2 separate regions of the Mus musculus genome follow, and region 2 is linked to region 1. Evidence: chromatin contacts called from public Hi-C data. All regions are on one chromosome and are shown on one strand. Each heading gives the region's core, a stretch centred on a gene start, on an enhancer-like site or on the middle of the called end of the contact. The rest is flanking DNA. Distances are from core to core; before and after follow the strand shown. Region 1 overlaps Pard3 (par-3 family cell polarity regulator). Region 2 overlaps Nrp1 (neuropilin 1).

Region 1 (6,602 bases), core at 1,421-3,920:
GTCAAACTGTCCTGGTGGCTTGTTTGCAATTCCAGCACTCAGGAGGCTGACAGAGGATCCATGCATTGGACAGATTGGCCAACTAGACTAGTCAGATCCAACAGTTCTTGGTTAAGTGAGAGTATGCATCTGCCTGGGTAAAATAAAGTAAGTGTGTGTGTGTGTGTGTGTGTAGGAGTGTGCAAGAAAGGAAGACACAACATCAATCTCTGACTTCCATATACACGTGCACACATACCTACACAAATGCATTCATACTGCATGGTTTTAGACCCTGGACAAGGGACTAAGGTACAAGTTTTATCAAAGCAGACCTGGCCTCCAAGGTTCTCCTAGTGTCCCTCAGTCCCTACAGTCCCTACCTGGCATGCCCTGCCCCAGCCTTGAACTTTCCCACCCAGGGTCTAGGCTGACCTTCCCCAGAAGCGCTACTCTATATAATTCAGACATTTTGCGATTCATATTCTCTCTCTCTCTCTCTCTCTCTTCTTCCTCCTTCTCCTCCTCCTCTTCTCTCTCTGCACACAAGTCCTTTCTCTCTTTCCCCTCTCCCTATGGTGACTCCCCTGGCTTCAATCCTTAGAGCCAGTGAACTTGCCAGGGAGTAACTTCCCAGTACACCTGCCTTTAATACGATGCAATCTGGCTTGAATTGGCTCATTTCACTGGCAGCAGAGAAATAAACCTATCACTTACAGACATACATATATACATGCAACACACACACTAAAAGGGGAACAAATAACAAAATGTTATGGGTACTGGTATTTTAGCAGACGTTCAAGGTCATCGTCAGCTATACCGTGAGTTGGAAGTCAACCTGTGATACATGAAATCTCACCACAAACAACAGCAATACCAAGAGTGTGTCCGTATTAGCCCTACTCTGTCCATAAGTTGTACTGTATTCCACAGGGAAGAGGAAGGGCTTGCAAATAGCTTACATGTGTAATGGACACTTAGGAAACAAAAACAACAACAATTGGTGTGGGATCATTTTTACATCGGAATCAATTCAATTAACACTTCTGTGGAATATCATAATGAACAGTATTTCCTTTCTATCAGAAAATAACTCCAAGGGAAGAAAGATGGCTCTGCAGTGAAAAGCTCTGGATGCCCTCCTGGATGACCTGGTTTCAATTCCCAGATCCACATGACAGCTAAGGAGGGACTCCAGTTCCAGGGACTCTGCTGCCCTCTTCTGGCCTAGTTGAGCACTGCATGCAAATGGCACATAAACTTTGTGCAAGGAAAACATCCAAACACATTAAATAAAGTTAAATAACTTTTTTTTAATTAGAAAATAATTTAAGGGTCTGGAGAAATGGCTCAGTGATTAATAGTGCTCACTCATAACCACCTGGAACTCCATTCCCAGTGATATAATCCCCTCTTCTGACCCCTGCATGCATCTACCCACACACATGTGGCAGATGCATAGGCAGACAGGAAAGAATTTCAAAATCACAACATGGTTTTCATATCAAATATCTATATGAATTAGAAGTGTTTCTTGGGGAGGGGTGGGTGTTGACTAAATAAAATGATCACAAGAGTCTAAATCTTATGCCAAGCATATTGATGGTGTGCTAGAATTTATAGTATATGCAATTTCTGTAAACGGACACAAAATCATACTGTCCCTCTAGTGAGGAAAAAAGCAAACAAATGCCTATACAGGTGAAACTTTCCCAGCTCGCAGCCATAGATGATAGAACAATACATTTACAGTCTAGCGAGAATGAAGAAACCCCTGGATCTAAAGAAAAAAAGCTCTCAGAAAAATCACAATGTTTTCACTACAGAGTGCTTACTGTTAGGCCCAATTCTAATGTCCACAAATTATCCAACACAATCAAATATTTTGTTCAAATACCATTTGCAAAGGAAGCAGGGAATTTACTTAGTTGTAGACATGAAGAATAATTTAATGTTTCCTTGAGAACAAAATTGACAGGTGTCTTGGACTTACATCAACATTTTTGGATTTTTCCTCCCACCCCCCCCCCATGTCCTTTTAAGAACCTCACTTAACTGGGTCACAGCAGCTCAGCAAAGCTCAGACAGACTCCTGGGCTCTCCCAGGATTAAACAGGACCAGCTCTCAATCAGCAGAGCTCATTAGGACACACAGAGATCGGCAGGGGCAGCTGATGGTGCAAGCTGCTTAGCTCTCACATCCGAGTTCAATTAGGAGGCTGTCCCCAAGGAAGCGCACAGGCCAACACTTAGATAAGAAAGGCAGTGTCCTCCATCACTTTCAAAGCAGGACCACGGCTTCACACAGACAGACTTTCCGTCTCTCTTCAGCCCTCAGGCCTTTCCTCTGTAACATGTCTTCAGTCTTCCCTGTCACAGGCAGGTGCTATATAACAAGCAGTGTTGTCAAGAAGTATCAATTGTATAACCGCACAAATCTCGAATAAAATTTATATGTATGTGATGGCTATTCTTAGTTGTCAGCTTCACTACCTCTGGATGCTATGGATAGGTAAAGCATGGTGACTGTCTGGGCTGTGTCTACGTGGACACTGGGAGAAGCCACGGCAAACTCACTTTGGTAACGTGGCCAAGAGGAGGGTGGTGGGCAGAAACACAGATGTCATCCTGAGGGGAAGGATCTGTCAAGGGACAAAAGAGGAACCAAGCCTCTGTACTCTAAGGGGCAGAGCCTGCGTGAGGAAGGCTTGTGGGGGGAGGGGGGCTCCAGTTGAACAAACACCCACTGAAGGAATGACTGGAGCAAAGAGATTTGCAAGGGAGAAACCACATGACTGACAAGGCAAGCAGGAGGGAAGTGAAGACCTTGGCACGCCAAAGGCCATTGTTTCTTTAGAGGAACAGGGGCAGAGTGAGCACCCACAGGCAAATCAAGACATCTAAGGGGGATGACAGTGCCATCACACCATACTTCTGTCTAGGTAAAAGTTAAAGCACAAAGGGCCAGTTAATGAGTTTCTTCTTTGAACCGAGAGCATTGGACAGGACAAGAAACATGTTTACCAGAGGGCTCAACTAATGAATATCAACATTACAGTTTCATTTCTCAACTTGGAAATTGTAACTCTTGAAGAAAACAAGCATGTGTGTGTGTGTGTTTTGGGGCTGCTCCATCACCCAGCATTGTAAAGACTAAATCATCAAAATTAGGAACTAGTATGTGCTTAGCTTAGAGAAGATAAAAAATACTGCCCCGTATGAAAAGAAATTCAAATGTCCCAGCCCACCAATCTCTTCAGCTGGATGTAGTAAAAATAACCACACTTCTCTCCAGTAGTTTAATCTCTACATAGTTTCTCAGCTACTTAAAAAGTCTGACTTAGCTTGTGCTGGAGAGACTACTGGGTTGGTAGAGTACCTTGGAAACACTCACAAGGGTCTCACCTGAGACCTGAACATCAGAAAAAGCAAAGGGGAAAAAGGCCCCTCATCAATACAGAACCATCACAGAAATATCACAGGCCACACAGGTGGCCAAAACCAAAACCAGCGAATGAATTGCTCGAACACTTAAAAGCAACATTTTCAGGACTGCTCCAAAACCAAGTTGATCGTGATAGGAAAAACCTACAAAGGAACTGATTAAACAAAAACAACCACCACCAAAAAACTGTCTCTATCCAAACTAAACTAAACTAAATAAATAAATGTCTTTTAAACGGTTCCTATTCTCCAGGCAGGGTATCAGAAATAGGTTTTGAGAAGAATATACTATAAGATAGAAATGCTGATGTAATTTTCTGACTAGTATTCCTAAAGTGGACAGTAGTTCTACCTCTCCTAAGACACAAAAATAAACAGCAAATGTTAAGAAGAGTGAGAAGCAGAGGTATGAACAGTGCACTGCACATCAGAGACAGACACATCTTTCCCCATCATCTGAGCACAATGCTCCAACAAAGGGCTTTAAGGCCGACCGCAATGAGCACAGGAAAAGGCACCTGAAGGTCAAGGATTTATAAAATAATGTGTCTTTATCCAGCCAGGCTGACTGTAACAGTGTATTCACGGGCAAGAAAAGCAGTGAACACTAAGATTCCACAAATGTCACTCCATATACCACCTGACTGGTTTTTTTGCTCAGAATTTCTGACTCACCTCCTGTCTCCCTGCAGGCTTTCAGCTCCATCAATCAAAGAAGCAGCAGAAGGTAGTAATCACAGCCAGCAAAAAGGACAAAACAGGCTGAGGGATGTGGCTCAGTAGGTACAGTGCTTACCTGGTAAACACAAAGTTCTGAGTGCTGTCCTCTAGACTGCATTATGTTGGGTTTGGTGGCACATACATGTAATCTCACAGAGCAATGAAGGCAGAAGGGATAGATAGATAATAGAAAAATAGATAAATGATATATAGATGATAGATAATAGACAGTCAGGGGATAGATTATAGATAGATGCTAGATATAGACAGATGATGGATAGATGACATAGGTAGATGGACAGATGGACAGATAGATGTTAGGTAGGTAGATAGATAGATAACAGATAAATAGGTAGATGATAGATTATAGATTGATGATTGATGATAGATGATAGATAGATAATAGATGATAGCTAGCTAGCTAGATTTATAATAGATGATAGATAGATAGATAGATGATAGCTAGATAAATAGATGTATAATAGATGATAAATAGATAGATGTATAAGAGATGATAGGTAGGTAAGTAGGTAGATAGAGAGATAGACAGATGATAGATAATAGATAAATGATATATAGAGATGATTGATGATAGATTATAGATAGATGATAGAGATAGATAATAGATAGATGTATAAGAGATGATAGGTAGGTAAGTAGGTAGAGAGATAGATAGATAGATAATAAATGATATATAGAGATGATTGATGATAGATTATAGATAGATAATAGAGATAGATAATAGATAATGGATGAATAGATAGATGATAGATAGATAGATAGATAGATAGATAGATAGATAGATAGATAGATAGATAGATAGAAAGATAAAGAAAACAATCCTGACAAGCAGCCTTTGAAGGGCTCCAGAAGTGAATGAGTGACAACTGCCCCCCAGCTCTATCAGATCACAGAGGCCCATATGCTTAGGTAGTACCAAGCAGAGGTGATCAGAAGGCGAGTGCATGTGTACATGGGAGCTTGCGCGCGCGCGCGCGCGCGCACACACACACACACACACACACACACACACACACCTCCAAGTCCCAAGCAAAAGGATATATAAAGGTGGGCATAAGGACTAAGACTAAATTAATTCTTCAGAAGAAGACTAAAAATGATTTAAGAAGATTAAACTGTATTCTAATTCTGATGAGATGCCACTGGAGCAAGACTCCATCTCTGAAAGGATGAACACTGGGGATGGCAGTGAGCAAGCTCAGCATTCCAAATGGTGCTTCCAGTGTGAGAGAAGAAAAGGCGATTCAAGACAGTAACAGCAGGGCTGGGCTGTAGCTCAACAGCAGAGCACTTGCCTGCCATGTGCAAGGCCATGGGTTCTATCCTCAGCCTACCATGTAACAGCCCTTCCTAAAAGGTTACTCAGGATTCCATGAATGAACCTTTTCTTGCCTAAAATGAAGTGGAAAGAGAAGCAGCCTCCCAGAAGTATTACAGCATTGACCTGAATCTGCACTACATGCAGGTGACATCATTCAACCTTCATGGAGGACAAACCCAAAGCTACAGAGCAGCATCAGTCCCCACATGCACAGGTACAGGGGAAACCTACAGAACTCCTGCACAGCAAGCAAGCTGAGAGACACAGGCATGTATGCTTGTCTGAAGTGCAGGTTTCCAATGCTGACTGACACACACATCAAAAATCCACTGTGGGCTTGTGTTACTAAGCATGTGAAAGGGTAAAACGCTTCTTTTCTCTCAGGAGAAAAAAGGAGCTCTGCCAGTGACCAGAAAGGCTTCCCCAGGAAGGTGGGGTGTTCTGAGGGGAGCACGCACCCAGGTCCCTCTCCAGCCCTACTCTCCACAGGACACTGGGGATAGATGCAGAAAATATGTAGGAATCATGGAGAATAATGCATGATCCCTATACGTGGAGCCTACCAATCACCGCATTCTAAAACAAATAATTTTAAATTGCCTCGTAAGCAGAGTCATTTATTATCATTTGCAATACGGCAACAGCAGGGGCGAGAAGAAAGCACTCTTAAAATGTTGGTTTTGGTTTTATTTTCGGTATTATTGTGAATAGCATCGATTTCTGCTATAATAAAGTGTCTAGCATTCTAGCATAATGACTAAATTTAATCCTCAAACGGTCTCGACGGTTTTAACTTTCTGCATTCAGGACTGCTGCAGGAAAGCAATTATGTTTTCCTTCTGCACAAATTTTGCAAATCATTGCCAAACGAGAAATAGTATTAATAAATCTCTTTCTTTTTAATAGAAAACAGTACGTATTTTTGGACTTAGTGGCGAGGAACTTGCATTTTTTCAGTCAACATTTGGCAGTACCAGAACTGAGCCTCAGTTCCTAGGAATGGTGGTCACAGCAGAACTGTGGCTGTTCCTCTCTGGGCTTCCACAGGGCTTCCATGGTTTCATGTTATGGCCCACGAGTCAGCTCACTAGTCAGTCCGCAGCTGCTATAATCA
Region 2 (6,602 bases), core at 2,366-4,865, 1.1 Mb before region 1:
GAACTGAATTTCAGATGAAGAGAGAAAAAAATGATACTAACTCAGACACAGAGACTTCAAGAGTTTCAAAATGCTCTCAGAACACCAAGGCTTTACTGACCATCCACTGAGTTAATCAGGGTTATGCACGTCCACTTGCAAGCTGAATGGTCCTTAGAATCTGGACATCCAAGGGATAGAAGCATGGCTCTGCTCTCCATGTCACACAAGAGGCTCTTCAGTCTGGGAATGATTAAACTCTCAAGTGTCCAATTGCAGCTTGAGTTGATTTGAAATAATCTTAGAATTCTATTCCCTGGATATGCTTTCAGATAGACAGACAGATGCAGTGTCTCTCCGTAGCCTGGCTTCATCGTGTAGCCAAGACTAATCTTGAGCTTTTGATTCTTTTGCTTCTACCTTCCCAGTGCTGAGACTATAAGCATGTGCCTGTACCTGTACCTGTTTTATGGGGTTCTGGGGACGGAACCCAGGGCTTTCTGGATACTAGACAAAACTGTTCCAGTCAGACATGTCCCCAGCCCCGATATTTATAAAGTTCTAAGGGAGAGCTAGTTACTAGGCAGAAAAGAAATGGTCACTCAGAAGATTACCAGGTACTAGGGAATCAGATGACTTTGAAGAAGGAGCCTGGGGCAAAGACAAGCAATTCCTCAGTAGGAAAATGTCCTTAGAACACAAGCACGAATCACATGAGAAGGAAATGGTATTTTCTTTCTCAACAGCGATGAAACATACCAGCTACTTCCTCTGTAATTGCATAGAGTTTCCTGCTGGGTGTAAATTCTGTGGCTCCTCTTATTTACCACACTGGGATATTTGAAATTCTGTTTCATTTTTCTTCCTAACATTACTGCCACTGGTTTTACTTAAGATGGATGACAACCTCACAGAATCTAGGCCTAGACCACTGAGACCAAGAGAGGATGCTATCTAGATCTCTGATAATCACGGTCTCCCTCAAGCTGTGGACTCAGCATTAATGCTGGGCATATCTGCCCACCAGCTCTTTCTCTCCAAGTGCCTAGGGGAATTCTGCTAATTATGACAATGGCCCCAATCTGCTTTCATGTGTATTATTTAATTACATCAAAATACTTATAACTTAATTAGAATAATTGTAGTTTCTAACAGAAGATATTTTGATTGCATATCTTGACATGTAAAAATTCTCGTGTCATAAAAGAAAATAAAAACAACTCTGTCTCTCCCTCTCTTTCTGCCTCCCTCCCTACACTTCGTCCTTTCTTTCCCCCCTTCCTTCCCTTCTATTCTCCTCTCCTCCTTCTAAACAGGAGTGACCATTCCCTCTTCTCAGCCTGGTGGATAAGCCGGGCAATTCTCTCTGGTAAACTCATCACACAGCTCATTGTGTTGGTCATTGTGTTCTCCTTTTAGTTTCATTTAGTCATTCATGATTTTTCTAGGAAAAACTATTTCTCTTTCTGTATAGTTAATAAATTCCTAGTGAAGATTTCATAAACAGTAGTAGATTCAAGAAGGAACAACATTTCTATAAGATATCACTAATGGGACAACACATTCCACTCTTTCAGAGTATTTTTCCTATGGAAAAAAATATATATTTGTAGTTATAAGGTAATCCAATCCTGTCATTTCCTTCTGTTTTATGGATATATCTCCTAGACAATATCTTCCTTCCTTCCTTCTTTCCTTCCTTCTTTCCTTCCTTCCTTCCTTCCTTCCTTCCTTCCTTCCTTCCTTTCTTTCTTTCTTTCTTTCTTTCTTTCTTTCTTTCTTTCTTTCTTTCTTTCTTTCTTTCTTTCTTTCTCTCTCCCTTCCTTCCTTCCTTCCTTCCTTCCTTCCTTCCTTCCTTCCTTCCTTCCTTCCTTCCTCTCTCTCTCTCTCTCTCTCTCTCTCTCTCTCTCTCTCTCTCTCTCACACACACACACACACACAGGTTCTGTGAAGTTTAGGCTGATCTAGAACCCACTACTTAGCCAAAACTGGTCTGGAACTCTCAGGCTTCTCTTGCCTTAGCCTTCTGAGTGCTGAGATGACAAGTATGTGCCACCACACCTAACCTCATCACCATTTTAAGGGTATCACCCCATACTGATGGATTTATGTCCTGCTACTTTTGAGCCCTCCGGTATTGGACTTAATGTAATAATCATTGACTCTAGAGAGGTGTGTTCAGTAGATTTGGACAGATAGCAAATCTGTGGCAACTTCAAATGTGTGACCTTAGGAAGGGCTGACATACACAGTATGAAACAGGAAAGAAAAGATGCAACGTTAAACATTGGGAAGGGTGGGGGAGGGGAGACATTTCACAGCTGACTGTGATGTCCAAGTGTGTAGCAAAGATTCTATAGTAGGATTCTGCAAGTAGACAGGAAGAGGAAGGGAGTGGGGCACACAGGAAGAGCAGAATTGACCATGAAGATCTGTAAAGATGAAACAGTCAGCACCAAGTAGCCAGCTATGCTTCTCACACTAGCAGACACTGTTGGTCTTAAATGCGTGGACTCTGAAGGACACTAATTGGAAGGCAGTGGTCAGCAGCTGTGGAGATAATGTAGAATCTCCAGATCCATCCTCGTCCATGTCCGGACTTTGCTTTGCTTTCACCCACCTTCTATTCCAGGCCACAAGAATGGTACACTTAAGACAAACAGCAGGAATAGTAGAGAAGCCAGCACTGTTCAGGGAAGTTCTCCACAGTGCACCCCCGCTGTGTTCTGGAGGGTTCCTTTCCTGCATGTTGCTCTCTTTCCCCACAGATATTTAGGCTCACAGGTACTACGATCAGGTAATATGCTTCCCAAACCCAGGCAACTTCTCTTCTCTCACTGTCTCCTGATTATTTGAGAGTCCTTACTTTCTGAGTTTGTAGAATATCCTTAACTTTCGGAGTTTTAGAGTATATCTTTACTTTCTAGCTGTCATATTCTTGCCTGGAAGATGGATGTGTTTTCAGGTCTGAATTTGGAGGAATTCTGTGATGAGGGATGGTGGGGAGGGATATGGAGTGGGGGTAGGCACATGTGCCATTGAACATCAAATGGTTTTCTCAGCTCGTTGAGCACTTCCCACTGGGGGTATGACACACATCAACATCTGGAAAGTATCCAGTGGTATGTACACTATCTTCAGAAGTTCATCAGACTTTGGAGTTCTAGTGGCTGCTTCCTGAGCCAGTTTTCACAGCTCAGTGGACATAAGTGACTCAATAAGACACTGTTTCCAACATTGATATAAAATTCAAAGAGTCTAGATTCTCTCACCATATCTTATTTTTGAACAAAGAGCTATCAGGCAGAAACAAAGAAATCACCAGCTTTTCCTTGTAGGTGTGAGATAGGGAGCAGCGTTGGTCCTACTGCTGGGGACCCTGGAAGGCAGGGGTCCCCTGACTCCTTCCTTGCTCTTTCTGTTCAGGTATCTACAAGAATAAACACTTTACGGCCAAAGGCATTGTCTTCACAATAACAGGAAACACATTCCCCAGATACAGAGAGGCAAGGAAAGGCCCACATTTTACTGAGGATCACTGGAGGACGAAGCAGCATTTCTCAGCATTGTATAGTAAATCACACAGCTCGTAGCCTTTGAGCCATGAAATGCTTGCCGCTGCTTGCCATGACTGCGCACAACCGGCCATTGGTAATGTAATGTGGAAAACCTCATTTCCAAAATGAAAATCTGCCTTGCTCAATAAAATACGGCCCCGTGAGTGAGCATTGGCAAGGGAGCATTTATCAGCTTTTAATGCTCCCCTGGCAGGCCAGCACAACAGCCTGAGAAAATAAAGGACAAAGAACTGAGGTCTGATTAAAAACCGGAAAGTCTGCTTGTGAGGGGAAGACATGGCAGGTTTTCTTCAGAACATCTCTGATGACTCAAGGCTGTTTAATTCATCAGTTGATACTAAAGCTAAAGAAAATATTTTTAAGTAATTGTCTCATTTCCTTAGATAAAACACATGTTTTCTGACCTAGCCAGGCATGTAGACCTCAGCTATTCTAGGCTGAGTGGGCTGATTCACAGCATCTGACCATTGTCTGCTTGAAACTCAGGATCTCTGGCTTTTTATAGATGCTAATCAGAACACAACCACCTAAGGTTAATAACATAATCCTCTGATGGTTAATAACATAATTCTTTATCTATATTATTTTGTCACGATTATTGTCTTATTTAGAAAAATGCTGATAACTAAAATTGTTCTTTTTAATAGAAAATCTGCAATGCAGCCTCTGTGTTTAGGGTATTTAATTTAAGGGTAAAACTTAAATGTGTTACCTCCTTCAAACCACCTATCAAACAAGGAAAATTTTATGGATAAATAAACTGAGAAACAAACTGTCATATTCCCTGGTCCAGAGTCACCCTGTGTGGCTCAAGGCACCCCATGCTGGTCTTCAAGTTCGGTGGCAGCAAAAATATAATCCAACAGCTTTTTTTTTTTTTGGAAATTAAATATTTTGTGCAGTTATGGGAAATATGAGGCCATCTGTGACTACCTTGTTGATTACTTTAAACTGCACACAAGGCTACTGGAAGAGTTTACTTTGAATATTATTATATGGTGGAAGAATAAGCTGATAGTTATGGATTTTTTTTTAAAGTTCAAGACAAAGATCCAACATTCTCTGGTAATCTTAGACACGTGAATGAATCCTTCTGACCATAGTTAAGAGAAAACCAAGTTCCGGTTGCAGCTGGATCTGATTCCTTGACACTCTTCTAGTGTTAACCCACAAACCAGTAGAACCAACTTAAAAACAAAAATTTAATTGTGAGTTAGTCCTTGACTAGTAAGCAGTTCCACTTGGTTCTTTGTCAGGGTTCATGAGAAAGAGGCAAAAGGAATAGCAAAATCTTACCCAGTTGCCTACCAGAAATTAATATTGCTCCTCTGTCTTTTATCTTTTGGCAGACTTTACTTAGAGAACAAGGGTGTCTTCAGACTCCAACACACACACACACACACACACACACACACACACACACACACGCACGCGCGCATACACATGCACACACACAGACACCATACAATCAAACATATGAATTCACACACACAGACATAGATATCACACATACCCCACACATAGGTATGTAGACACACGCATAGACACACACACCACATAATGAAGCATGCACCATACACACAGACACATAGTCAGACATACCACACATAGGTACACACAAATACCACACTACACATATCTGATACATCAGAGAAAGAGAGAGAGAGAGAGAGAGATCACACATGCATACATGCACACATACACACCAGAGATCTATACACAATTCATATCTTTCTCCAAGCTATATATACTACACACATAGAGATAATCCATATATACTCATCCACACATACCACATACACATACCACATTACACATTAAGAAACACACCAGACACATACCACACATAGCCACACCACACCATACCACACACATACCCTACACACACACACACACACGAGAGAGAGAGAGAGAGAGAGAGAGAGAGAGAGAGAGAGAGAGAGAAATACTACATACATACATACATACATACACACATACATACATACATATATACATACATATACCACAGAGACAAGCATATACTACATAAATACATCACTAACACATCACATGGACCCCACACTCCTTTGTGGACCTTTGTAAAACGCAGGAATCTAGACATGAAGCAGATGATAGTTACAGAGACAAGGAATCCTCACTGTGGTTTAACTCCAAGCTTAGCATCACTGTATGGCTGAATTGTTTTCTCTGCCTCTGGGACACCAGGCATTCCCATGAAGGAGAGATGCTCTCCCGAGATTCCACTTTTGAGCCAGCAACACTCCTCTATCTTGCATGAAGCTTTATGTCTACACTAGAAACAAAGCACTTTGAGAAAACATTACACTGATTGTGTGCAGCTTTGCTGTTCAGATGCCACATTGGGTCCTCAAACCTTAAGGACAGGTAAGTGAGTGTGAACAGAAGCTTGAACCTGTGCAGGGCATCCTACCCTGGAGGAAAGGCAGTGACTGGCAATTATTCATTTACAATGCAAGTAAGTGTTTGGTGTGTCTATACATTCATTGTGAGGGTTAAGAGAAAAGTTACAAGATTTCTGTCCTGCAGTAAGAGAGGGAAAAAAGGCAAGTAAACAAACAAAAACATTTTCAGTACAGAGTGTACAGGCTGCACTGAACTGCTCAGCAGATTCTGGGCTTAGGAAAATCAGGGGGTTATGGTAGGCATGTCGTGGCCAAAGGCAGAGACCTAGGAAGTGGTTGTGTAACTTTGACAAGAAAGAATGACCTGGCTAAGATTCCAATTCAAGCTTTTGTTTCTTCCTCTCTTCAAGAGACAATATTCAGTTATGCCTCATGTTATTATGGGGACTATTTGAGGACATATCATGCACACCCCTACACCAGGGCCATTAGATTGTGAGTACATTTTTCCTTAGTAGTTTTGTAGTTGGTGTATATGTATATGCACATGTGTGTGTGTAAATTATAATTTCAGAGGAGTGAGTCTTCTGAAGTTTTATTCACTATTCCTAAACACCCCTAATCCTTAGCAGATGGCATCAGTGTTCCCTGCGATTAAATTCAATGCTGTTCTAAGTCC

What was found. Hi-C and Micro-C count contacts between places; a contact is called where the count stands out from the background.
Region 2: a Hi-C map of bone marrow-derived macrophages shows a contact between it and region 1, with 9 read pairs. The contact joins two enhancer-like sites. A contact is called at or near these places in 1 of 484 Hi-C or Micro-C datasets (bone marrow-derived macrophages), 1 of 115 datasets of contacts at active chromatin or transcription factors (fibro-adipogenic progenitors) and 1 of 9 other capture datasets (embryonic stem cells).

The regions. Positions count from the first base shown.
Region 1 is chr8:127,326,534-127,333,135 of GRCm38.p6, reverse strand. The region is part of intron 5 of Pard3 (par-3 family cell polarity regulator); the gene reads right to left. Among named protein-coding and RNA genes, the nearest start is that of Gm9909, 120 kb to the left of the region's middle. Within about 2 kb of position 2,670, at least 39 of the 459 cell types and tissues checked have an H3K27ac peak or open chromatin away from gene starts, as enhancers often do. A contact at or near this core is called in bone marrow-derived macrophages, where this site is marked.
Region 2 is chr8:128,447,819-128,454,420 of GRCm38.p6, reverse strand. The region is part of intron 6 of Nrp1 (neuropilin 1); the gene reads right to left. Gm32643 (a long non-coding RNA gene) reads left to right here. Exons shown (of 7, transcript XR_003947627.1): 7 at 1-1,366. Among named protein-coding and RNA genes, the nearest start is that of Gm32643, 42 kb to the left of the region's middle. Within about 2 kb of position 3,615, at least 40 of the 459 cell types and tissues checked have an H3K27ac peak or open chromatin away from gene starts, as enhancers often do. A contact at or near this core is called in bone marrow-derived macrophages, where this site is marked.